Linked DNA regions of Zea mays: all the other regions are linked to region 2. The links are chromatin contacts, called in public Hi-C maps. All regions are on one chromosome and are shown on one strand. Each heading gives the region's core, a stretch centred on a gene start, on an enhancer-like site or on the middle of the called end of the contact. The rest is flanking DNA. Distances are from core to core; before and after follow the strand shown. Region 1 holds the start of LOC100286168 (stromal 70 kDa heat shock-related protein). Region 2 holds the start of LOC100277980. Region 3 holds the start of LOC103640938 (pre-mRNA-splicing factor CWC22 homolog).

What was found. Hi-C and Micro-C count contacts between places; a contact is called where the count stands out from the background.
Region 1: a contact with region 2 is called in a Hi-C map of ear, with 5 times the contacts expected there. The contact joins the promoter of LOC100286168 here to the promoter of LOC100277980 in region 2. A contact is called at or near these places in 2 of 25 Hi-C or Micro-C datasets (ear and leaf).
Region 3: a contact with region 2 is called in a Hi-C map of ear, with 2.8 times the contacts expected there. The contact joins the promoter of LOC103640938 here to the promoter of LOC100277980 in region 2. A contact is called at or near these places in 2 of 25 Hi-C or Micro-C datasets (ear and an unstated tissue).

What each region holds. Positions count from the first base shown.
Region 1 is chr10:22,003,807-22,007,069 of Zm-B73-REFERENCE-NAM-5.0, reverse strand. It overlaps LOC100286168 (stromal 70 kDa heat shock-related protein), which reads right to left and starts at 1,540. Exons shown (of 8, transcript NM_001159056.1): 1 at 865-1,540; 2 at 1-46. The coding sequence starts at 1,413.
Region 2 is chr10:22,141,828-22,145,019 of Zm-B73-REFERENCE-NAM-5.0, reverse strand. LOC100277980 reads left to right here and starts at 1,715. Exons shown (of 1, transcript NM_001151408.2): 1 at 1,715-2,261. The coding sequence starts at 1,805. The coding sequence ends at 2,080.
Region 3 is chr10:22,371,918-22,375,015 of Zm-B73-REFERENCE-NAM-5.0, reverse strand. It overlaps LOC103640938 (pre-mRNA-splicing factor CWC22 homolog), which reads right to left and starts at 1,843. Exons shown (of 8, transcript XM_020545568.2): 1 at 666-1,843; 2 at 1-25. The coding sequence starts at 1,676.

The DNA of each region.
Region 1 (3,263 bases), core at 291-2,790, 140 kb after region 2:
TCTCATTAAGAAACTTAGATGCATCATCCACCAACTTCCTCAAAACCTGTTCGGATAATAAAACAGGATAAGTTAAATGTACAACTTACTATGGAAGTAAAATGGTAAGTATATCACATCTATTGGTCTGGTAGCTAGTAGCAACTCAAAAGTAGTTTTATACAGATGATAACATACATATTTTATATATACTCAAAAACTCAGTCCCCGAGGACATAAGTGCATGCAGAACACAAATGACCAACTGCTTAACTGAAGAAAAAGAAATTCAAGCAAACCCCAATGTTGATAGAAATCATATCAGAATGCTACTTGTTTTCAGGCTGAAATCAAAATGCATAAACCCAGCTTGGTCCGCCCAGAATTTTACATGTGCAGCATTCTGGAAAAAAACCCAGCATTCGAAACTGGCACTGACTCTCCAAAGAATCAGAACCCCGTAGCATTACCAAAGATTCTAACACAGGCTGGTTGCCTAGTAACATAAAAGCAGCTTCCTTTACATCCGTTCATCTTTATGTGGCAAAATATACCTTTTTACCTCAAACGCAATGTACCAGTTGCATTACAAACAACATTCAATCCAGTATACCTTAACAAGTGATTTGCCAGGACCAGGAGCTATTCTCTAGTAGAACTCATAGGTTTTCAATATAGACAATAGAATGGCAACAAGAGTGGCATTTACCCATATCCTCAAAACTCGGATTTCTATACAGGTTGTCCCATGAAAAAACGTAGAGTAAAATGCATATCCACCGGATATTTGTTTATTTTTGCCATCCTTACGGATGGCACCACCAGTCACCGACCACTGGAGCCAGCTGAGGGCATTTGGTCTGCCATTCTAACATAACAAGTTACCTGCGCGGAGATCTCCTCGGCAGCGAACTGTTTGCCGATAGCGGGGCAGTCGAGCTTGACGTTGCCGTTCTCGTCCTTGACAACGCCGTACGAGACCTGCTTGGCCTCGTCGTCGACCTCAGCCATCTTGCGGCCGATGAAGCGCTTGACAGAGAAGAAGGTGTTCTCGGGGTTCACGACCGCCTGGCGCTTAGCAATCTGCCCCACCAGGCGCTCCCCGGTCTTGGTGTACGCCACCACGGAAGGCGTGGTGCGCGCGCCCTCGGCGTTGGTGACGACGGTCGGCTTGCCGCCCTCCATGGCGGCGACCGCGGAGTTGGTGGTGCCCAGGTCGATCCCCACCACCTTCTCGCACGTGACCCGCAGCGCGGAGCCCCCGCGGGCCCCGCGAGATGGCGCGCGCATCTGCACCGCTGCCAGCCGCCGGCCAACGAAGAGGGAGCTCGACGGGGTGGCTCCCCCGGGGCCGCTCCGCCACCGGTAGCCGAGGAAGGGCGAGGCTCCGCCCGCTGCCGTCGCGCCGACCTGGGAACAGGTGAAGGAGACCATGGCTCGCGCGCGTGCGGGGGAGCTCAGTCTCTAACCCTATCCAAGGAGGGAGAGAACGGGAGGTGGGGAGGGGACCGAGGGGGAGCGGCGGAGGCGGAGACGATGATGGCGAGGGAGAGGATAGGACGGGGAGGATGGTGAGAACTGCGAAGGGAGGAAAGTTTATAGTCGCCAGACGCTGACGCGTGGGGCTCGCAGCTAAGTGGTTGGCGTGCGGGTCGCGGTCGCGGCCGCGACCCGGCGGCGCCGGCGGCAGTGGAGACCGCGTGAGGTTTGCACTTCGCAGTTGCGGCTTACGGGGGTTGGCTTGACTTGTGAGCGAGCAGCGCGACATAATGACCGCTTCATGTGCTTCTTGGGCCGGCGTCGCCGGTTTTTGGACGAACACTGTGGCTGTGCACGGGAGCGAGGGATCAAATGAGTGTCCTGCGAAGCATTATGCGATTGTGATGCTACTTTTAATGTTTTTTTGCATGAGGTTAAGAATAAATACTATAAATATAATTCATTATTTACTTTATTGCTACATTAAATTTTAAGTTTTATTCTATTCTATTTTAAGATATATAAAAGGAGAAAAATTCTATCCAATGTGAAGGGTTCAAAAATAATAGAAAATTATTTACATCTCTTATTGTAGAATAATTAGAACTTGAAAATTGGTATATTAGTATAGTACATAATGAAATACATCTCTGATTTTTTGAAAAAAAAAATTGTGTACTATGATGTTGTTTTGTCTAACTCTAACAAAAAAATATTTCGTTCATGGCTAAGCTTGCAAACACTCCTTATCACGGGTAAATGTCTCACGTCGGAGATAAAAAAGTGCTAACTAAAGACTAAATGTGGTGATCATCTTATAGGAGATCAATAAGAGTTAGGATGTTTAAAAAGATGTTAAGAGGTGTCATTTGCATTGTGTTGACTAAATACTAAAGGTGGTGATCATCTTATAGGAGACCAATTAGAGTTATGATGTTTTAAAAAATAGATTCAGGAGGTGTCATTTGCATTATTTTATAAAGCGTCAAAGATATGGGACACTACCTAACCCTAGTTGTTCTAGACACAAAACTATATAATTATATTGAGTGTATGCATCAGAGGTTCAAGATAGTACATGAGAGTTGGTACCATGTTTCAAAAGTGTGCACCATGACTATCATGCGGCGCAACGAAGAGTGGGTGCAAAGAGGGTGTTTTTACACAAAATCGCTTTGAGCTCGTTAGATTGCTCTAGTGCTCCATCAGGTAAGTCACCGAAGTGAGAGCACCTAGAGGGGGGTGAATAGGTGATCCTGTAAAACTTGAACTTAATGCCACAAAAACTTGGTTAAGCGTTAGCACAGTAATGCCAAGTGGCTAGAGAGGAGTCTCAACAAAACACAATAACCACAAGAGATCAATCACAGAGATGGCACAGTGGTTTATCCCGTGGTTCGGCCAAGACCAACGCTTGCCTACTCCACGTTGTGGCGTCCCAACGGACGAGGGTTGCACTCAACCCCTCTCAAGCGGTCCAAAGACCCACTTGAATACCACGGTGTTTTGCTTTGCTTTTCTATATCCCGTTTGCGAGGAATCTCCACAACTTGGAGCCTCTCGCCCTTACACTTTAATGATCACAAAGAAGCACGGAGTAAGGGAGGGATGAGCAACACACTCAAGACAAGAAATCACAGCAACACCACGCACACAAGTCGCAACAAGAGCTCACAACACAACTCAATGAGTTCACAACTCAACCCGAGCTCTAATTGCTATTGCAAGGAATCAAAAGCGCGGAATCGATGTCTTAGTGCTTAGGAATGCTTAGAAAATGCTTGGTGTACTCCTCCATGCGCCTA
Region 2 (3,192 bases), core at 466-2,965:
CTCGGGTTGTTCTGGGCACTGCATTCAACGACGACGTCATCACGTCGTCTAGCTCATCGTCCACCTAAAGCCCAACCTGCCACGTAAGTCGCTACTGACTGGCCATGAATTCTTGTGCGCTGAGACGATGGCCGTTGCTGACGTTGTATGAGTGTCCTTGAACACGATGTATGTAGAGGAGTAGCGCATCCGGTGGTGCAACGGTCAGGGGTACTACCTTGCTGATGAGCCCGGGGTGCACTTCGTTTTACAGCCCAGCCAAGAGTCATCAGTACTCGGTATGTCGCGTGCGTTCGATGACTACTATATCGAGGACTGTGGCGTCATCTTGGCGCCAGAGGTGACGCAGAGGAGGACCGACAACAATGACCAGTTCGTCATCCTCGCCACCGTTGGGGTAGCTTTTGTGCCGGCTTTCCTTTAATTCTCTTCGCAAACACACACTTGCCTTTTTATTTAAGCAAAAGCGTATGGTGGTATGTGTCTGATGACTAACGATGTACGATGTAATTTCTTCCAGTATGTGTGGAACGTGCTCTATAATGATGAGACCATGCAAATCGTGACATATATCGAAATCTGCATGATACTGATAGTTGCAATGTAGTGGTGAAACAGATAGATTATAAATAACAAAATTTATGTATGGTCAGAATCACAAATTGGTTATGAAACATTTTCTCATAACGGTATAACACACATTTTGTATATAAGTTATCGTAGAATACTCGTATTATATATTATCGTTGCAACGCACGGGCATTCAGCTAGTAAAATATATTTAGTGAAACAATTGTCAAGTATAGATTTCGTAAAAGAATGATAGCGTGTAATATGGATGACGGAAATCTGGAAAATCTGGAGGGTACAATATGATTCTAAATTGAACTAGAGGAATCAATAGATCTTCGTAAATTTATTTCACGGTTGTATACCGGTTTATGTTTGGTTAAAACCTAGGTTTCCGGCAGAGAATCTGGTTTAAGAAGAAGCTGAACCAAACACACTCTAAAACTAGAAAAATAAAACTCATCTAACTTGTTTCAAAACTAGAGAAATGGCAATTCAGTTATCATAATGTTAAGATTTATTTTCCAGTTTTTCTTTTTGACTCCGTTGGAATTCGACACCCGGGGTCGCAGTTTCAACACACGTCTCTCTGTACATGGAGACGTTGCTCCATTCCATACCATCTCGGTGGACCATGGGATGGGCCCCTCCTTCCGTGTACCCTACCATGTTCTGCCCTGATAATAATATCATCAACAGGATGCCCGTTGCCGGTATATGCAGCTGATGCCCATCAGCTCTGGCCCCCCCTCTCCCTCCTCGCCGGTTTTCAAATCCTCCAGCTTTATCATTTGCCACGCCACAGCCCACAGGCCCACCCACATCAAAACTGTCCTATGCGCGCGTCGCTTCCTCTACTCTACCCGTAGCAGGCCCTCCTCGATCGGGATCGGCCACCCCATCCATCCCACCATGCATGCCGGCTGTGGCTTCCGAATGCATTCGAATTAAAGATGTCTATGCATTGCACTGCCATATGGCTATAGTAGCGTAGTGTAGAGTTTCTTTTCATTTGGAACCAAACAAGAATCGCAGCATGGGCCACGGCACAGCACATGGCATGGCATACGAGACCGCGCCGGCCGGCGGACGCCAACCCCGGCCGCCTATAAATAGATAGACCTCGCCTCACCATATGGCCATGTCTCTCCACTCCACTCGATCATCCCAGGATCGTTCACCATCTCATAAGCTAATAAGCTAGTTCTTGAACCATCGTACTAGCAAACAAAAGATGGTTCAGCGGCCGGCTGCAGCCGGCGATCGGGCAGGCGAAGGGTGGAGCCGGGTGGCGGACCAGCCGGCCGCGGCGGGAGGCAGCAGCGGGGGGCGGTGGCGGGATCGTCGCCATCATCATCAGCAGCAGCAGGAGCTGGTGCTGCGTCGGCTGCTGCCGATCAACAAGGCCAAGGCGTGCCGGTTCAAGCGCAGCTGCTTCAGCGAGGAGGACGACGCCGCCTCCTCCGCCATGCTTCTGCTCGCCTGCGTCGTCTGCGCCCCCTCCCTTTGATGGTGATAAAAATACTTTTTATTTACTTTGGCCGCCTGCTTGTAACTAATCAACATGTGGATCACCATGTGATGCCATGCCTCATGCATGTCAGTCTGTCGCATCGGAAACGTTCGCTATGTAATGGGGTACTGGTCGTTGATTCGTCTCTCTGAATGAGTGTTTGGCAGCAATTTCTTTCTTCCGATCCGCTTCAGTGGTGCCAGAATTGTCAATAGGATCGCGAGACAGAGACGCGGGAAATTTCGCAAACAAAAAAAAAAGGGAGAGAGAATCGTGCGAGCATTTGTGATCCATGTGTGCCAGTCCGCTGGATTTCAGAGTAGCGCCGGGTCCTCAAGCTCAAGGCATCCAAGATGTCGATGCAGAGGATATTGAAGTCGTTGCGACCAACCATCAGCACTTAGAACGTGATAAAACGAATATGTTCACACTCTATTAAGAGCGTAAAGTCAGCGTCCATAGCTCTGCTCTTGCCCACGCGCCCCGCCCGCGTTGCACGTGCTCCCACGAATGTCGCCGCGCCCGCAGTACCCGCCACCGCGCCCGACGTGCCCACGTCTCTCTCCCACGGATGTCGCCCAACACCAGCCAGCCTCATCCGTCCAGTACAGCCAGTGCCACCTTCCATCTTTACCCTCGAGCAGCTAGCCCCTTCCATCTTTACCCACTCGTCGTTCTCCCTTCCATCCTCGACTCGATCAGTGAAATCAAGATCGGTTGAGACGACAGCCAATCAATGAAAACCAACCCCCCGCCCCGCGTCGGGATCTACCTTCCTTCCTCGCCAACGTGCCGGTCTCGCCTTCCACAGGAGATGCCCCCGATTTCGCGCCCCAAGCGCTTTGCGTTCCGATGCCCTTCCATCCTCTCCCCCACACCACGCTCCTTCCATATTCGCCAGTACACAGTGATTACTATTAGAGAGTGGAAAAGGGGCGCCATAGACGATGCTATCACCCATCGCGAGGACAACGGGAGGTGCGTATTCCGTTGTTTCTTTGTAGGTGCCATCTTCATTTTTTCCTACTGAGAACAACGACTAAGCATATGTGTGGATGTGTTGGTTCTGTTCCCAGGTCACGACATCGCCTGAGCATTCCAACTCTTCC
Region 3 (3,098 bases), core at 594-3,093, 230 kb before region 2:
ATTTGGTTGCTGCAAGCAATTGGGGCTGCAAGTAAAGGAGAACTTCAGTAAGAAATTTATGCAGAAACTAACAATTAAGCACATATGTAATTCTTCACACTCAGATATTAAGCATCCTAAATGTAAGTAACAATTCATCTTATGTACATAAACAGCAAACGTCAGTGTATACAAGCCCCAGGTATAAACAACAACTTTTGCTAGTTCTTTTATTTGACTTTAATCCATAATCCAAGTAGAAGGTATATCCTATGTAACTTCCAAAACCTGCATTAATCCAGTTCATGAGTTCAAATACAAATGGAAAGCAATGTGAAGTGTTGTGCAAAGAATTTCATGAGCCAACTACAAACCTTTGTAATTGCAGAACAGCAGATCTATTGGTGTATGCACCAATAGTTCTCCTTCAGCTGCAGACTTAAGTAGCCATTTTTTCCAGACTAACATAAATAGGATAGCCCATTTTGTAAATGGTTTAAAAAATTGCAAAGATCTTGATAAGGATTAGATAAGCAACCATACAATAAGTGAAACTAATTATATGAAAACACCTTGGAATGCAACTAGACCCGGCGTTTGTAGATTCTAAATGAGTCATTCTTAAATAAAAAAGTAACAAAGTACTAAAACACTTCTTGAGCTGAGGAAAATGAAGACAAGCTCACCTTGTCATTTCGCTTATATGCCCTCTTGAGCTGGAGCACGACACGAACAAGAAGCAACTTCCCAATCTCAGGGAACTTGGTATTCACAACCGCAACTAGCGCAGCAAATACATCAGTAAACCCAGGCGAGGCCATCTGTGACTTGATGCAAGACTGACAGAAGAGCCCCCGCCCACGAACAAGGTTCTCTGCAAAGAGCTCTGGCACTATATTCTTGATATTGGTCGCATTCACCTTATTCACCAGCCCATTGATGCTCTTCTTGAGAGCATCCCAGGTGAGGCGCTGATACTCAGGGCTCGACTTGTCCTCCATATCACGCATCATCTGCGCCATGCGGAAAGGCGGGATGTAGATCCCACCCGTGCGCCCAGGGATCATCTCCGGAAGGAGCGGCGGTGGGGGAGGCAGTGGCGGGGTCAGCTCCTTCACAGGGCTTCTACGGCGCTCGTCTCCCTCGTCCTCCCTTCGCCTACGGTCGTCCCGCCGCCTCGAACCCTCGTCTCGGCGCCGGCGGCGATGGCGACGGCCGTCGGGCGAGGACCCTGACTCCGAGCTAGGGCTCCGGCGCCGGTGGCGCCGTCTGTCTTTCTCCCGGTCTCGCTTGCCACGGCGGTCGTCCGGCTCATCATCCGGATCCCTAGCCCGCCTGCGACGACGTCCTTCCTCCTTCTCATCGTCGGAAACCCTATCGCGCATCCTCCGGCGTTCGCCACCTTCCTCCCCGTCTGAAACCCTGTCGCGCCGGGGAGATCGGTTGTCGCCGTCTTCATCCCTTCCGGGCTTGGCGTGGCCGTTCTCCTTCTCCTCAGAGGGCTTGGCGTCTCGGCCGCGGCCGCGGCTGTCGGAATCGGGCGGCGAAGCCCTAGATCTGCGACGGCGGTCCGCGTCGACGCCGAGGGAAGGCGAGCGAGGTGGATACGGGGACGCGCGGCGCTTGCGGCGGCGCGGGGAGACGTCATCGTGGTGGCTGTGGCGGCGGCGGCGCGGCGGGGAGACGGAGTTAGCCATAGCCGGGACCGAGGGTTTTGTGGTTTGTGGTAATAATTCTAGGGAAGCGGGGTCGTGGCCGCGAGCCCGCGAGAGGGGAAAGGATGGAAATTGGATACGAAGAAAATAGAAATCGGTTCGATCGGTTCTGTGTAGCCGACAAGAGATCGATTCGATCGGTCCCGTGTAGCCTAGTAAGTAGTAAGGGTCAGATCTAAGCTTTCAGCTTTTTTGAAATTTTATAATTTAGCTTTGGAACCATTTAAAAATAAAAAGCTTCAAGAAGTTAAAAATCGAAAGCTCAAACCATTTAAAAATAAAAAGCTTCAAGAAGTTAAAAATCGAAAGCTCACTAGAGTAAGTTCTGAACCCTATTTGGTACAACTTATTTTCAGTTTTTAATAGATTTACGAGGTATTTAAATGCACTACAACTAATAGTTAGTTAGTTAAAATATTGCTAGTTAAATTAGCTAGCTAGTTAACTATTAGATAATTTGCTAAAATAGCTAATAGCTAAAGTAATACCTAGATTGTTTCATTGTCTTCAGTTAATTTTAGCAGCTAACTATTAGATCTAGTGCATTCAAACACCCCATAAGCAGAAGTTTTGCTAAACAGGTAGCTTACACAACAGTTTATCAGTTTAGCTGCTTCTCGAAATAAACTTGTCGGTGTTTGGACCACGGGTCCTTAACCAACTAGTAAATGTGTCGCGTAGCCGACTCTAGATGGTGAGCGAGAAGACACAAGCAGTTATCCTGGTTCGGGCAATACAATGCCCTATTCCAGCAGAGGAGGATGAGGCTTATATTACTCGCACTGTGGTGCTTGTAGTAGGGGGTTTACAAGCACGGCGGGAGAGAGGAAGTCCCGAGTCCATAGAGATGATTGAGTCAAATACTAATATCTAAGACAAAGTGGGGGAGTGAGCGTTCGTCTGCGTGTCCCGTGGATGGATCGTCCTCTTGGGGGATCACTGCCCTATTTATACACGAAGGGGAGCGTCTACAGTGAAGCTGGTGTTGTATCCGAAGGAGAGACGTCTTGGCGCCCTGTAAGCCGACGTGATGACGCACTGTGCTGCTGACTCGCGCCTGCTGATTTCCCGTAGAGAGCCGAGGCAGAGACCGAGGGGTTGTCCGTACGCCCGAGCCCCCGAGGGAGAGGTTGCCCATGCCGTAGTTGTTGTAACAGCGCCGGGGTATGGGCCAAAGGCTGCTTACGGGGTGTGTCAGCGTCCTGACACGGGATGACGTCGAGATTCCCTGTTGCGCTTATCGAGATCAGAGCCCCTGGTTAGTTGAGGCGGAAGTCTTCCCGAGGCGTTAGTCGAGCCGTCCCTTGACGTGCACCACAGTCGGGCGGAGTGGCCGTCTGCAGGATTCACGGCGTAGTAGGTGGCCAAGGCCGAGCTCGGGCGAGGTGGAGAATTTGCCCGAGG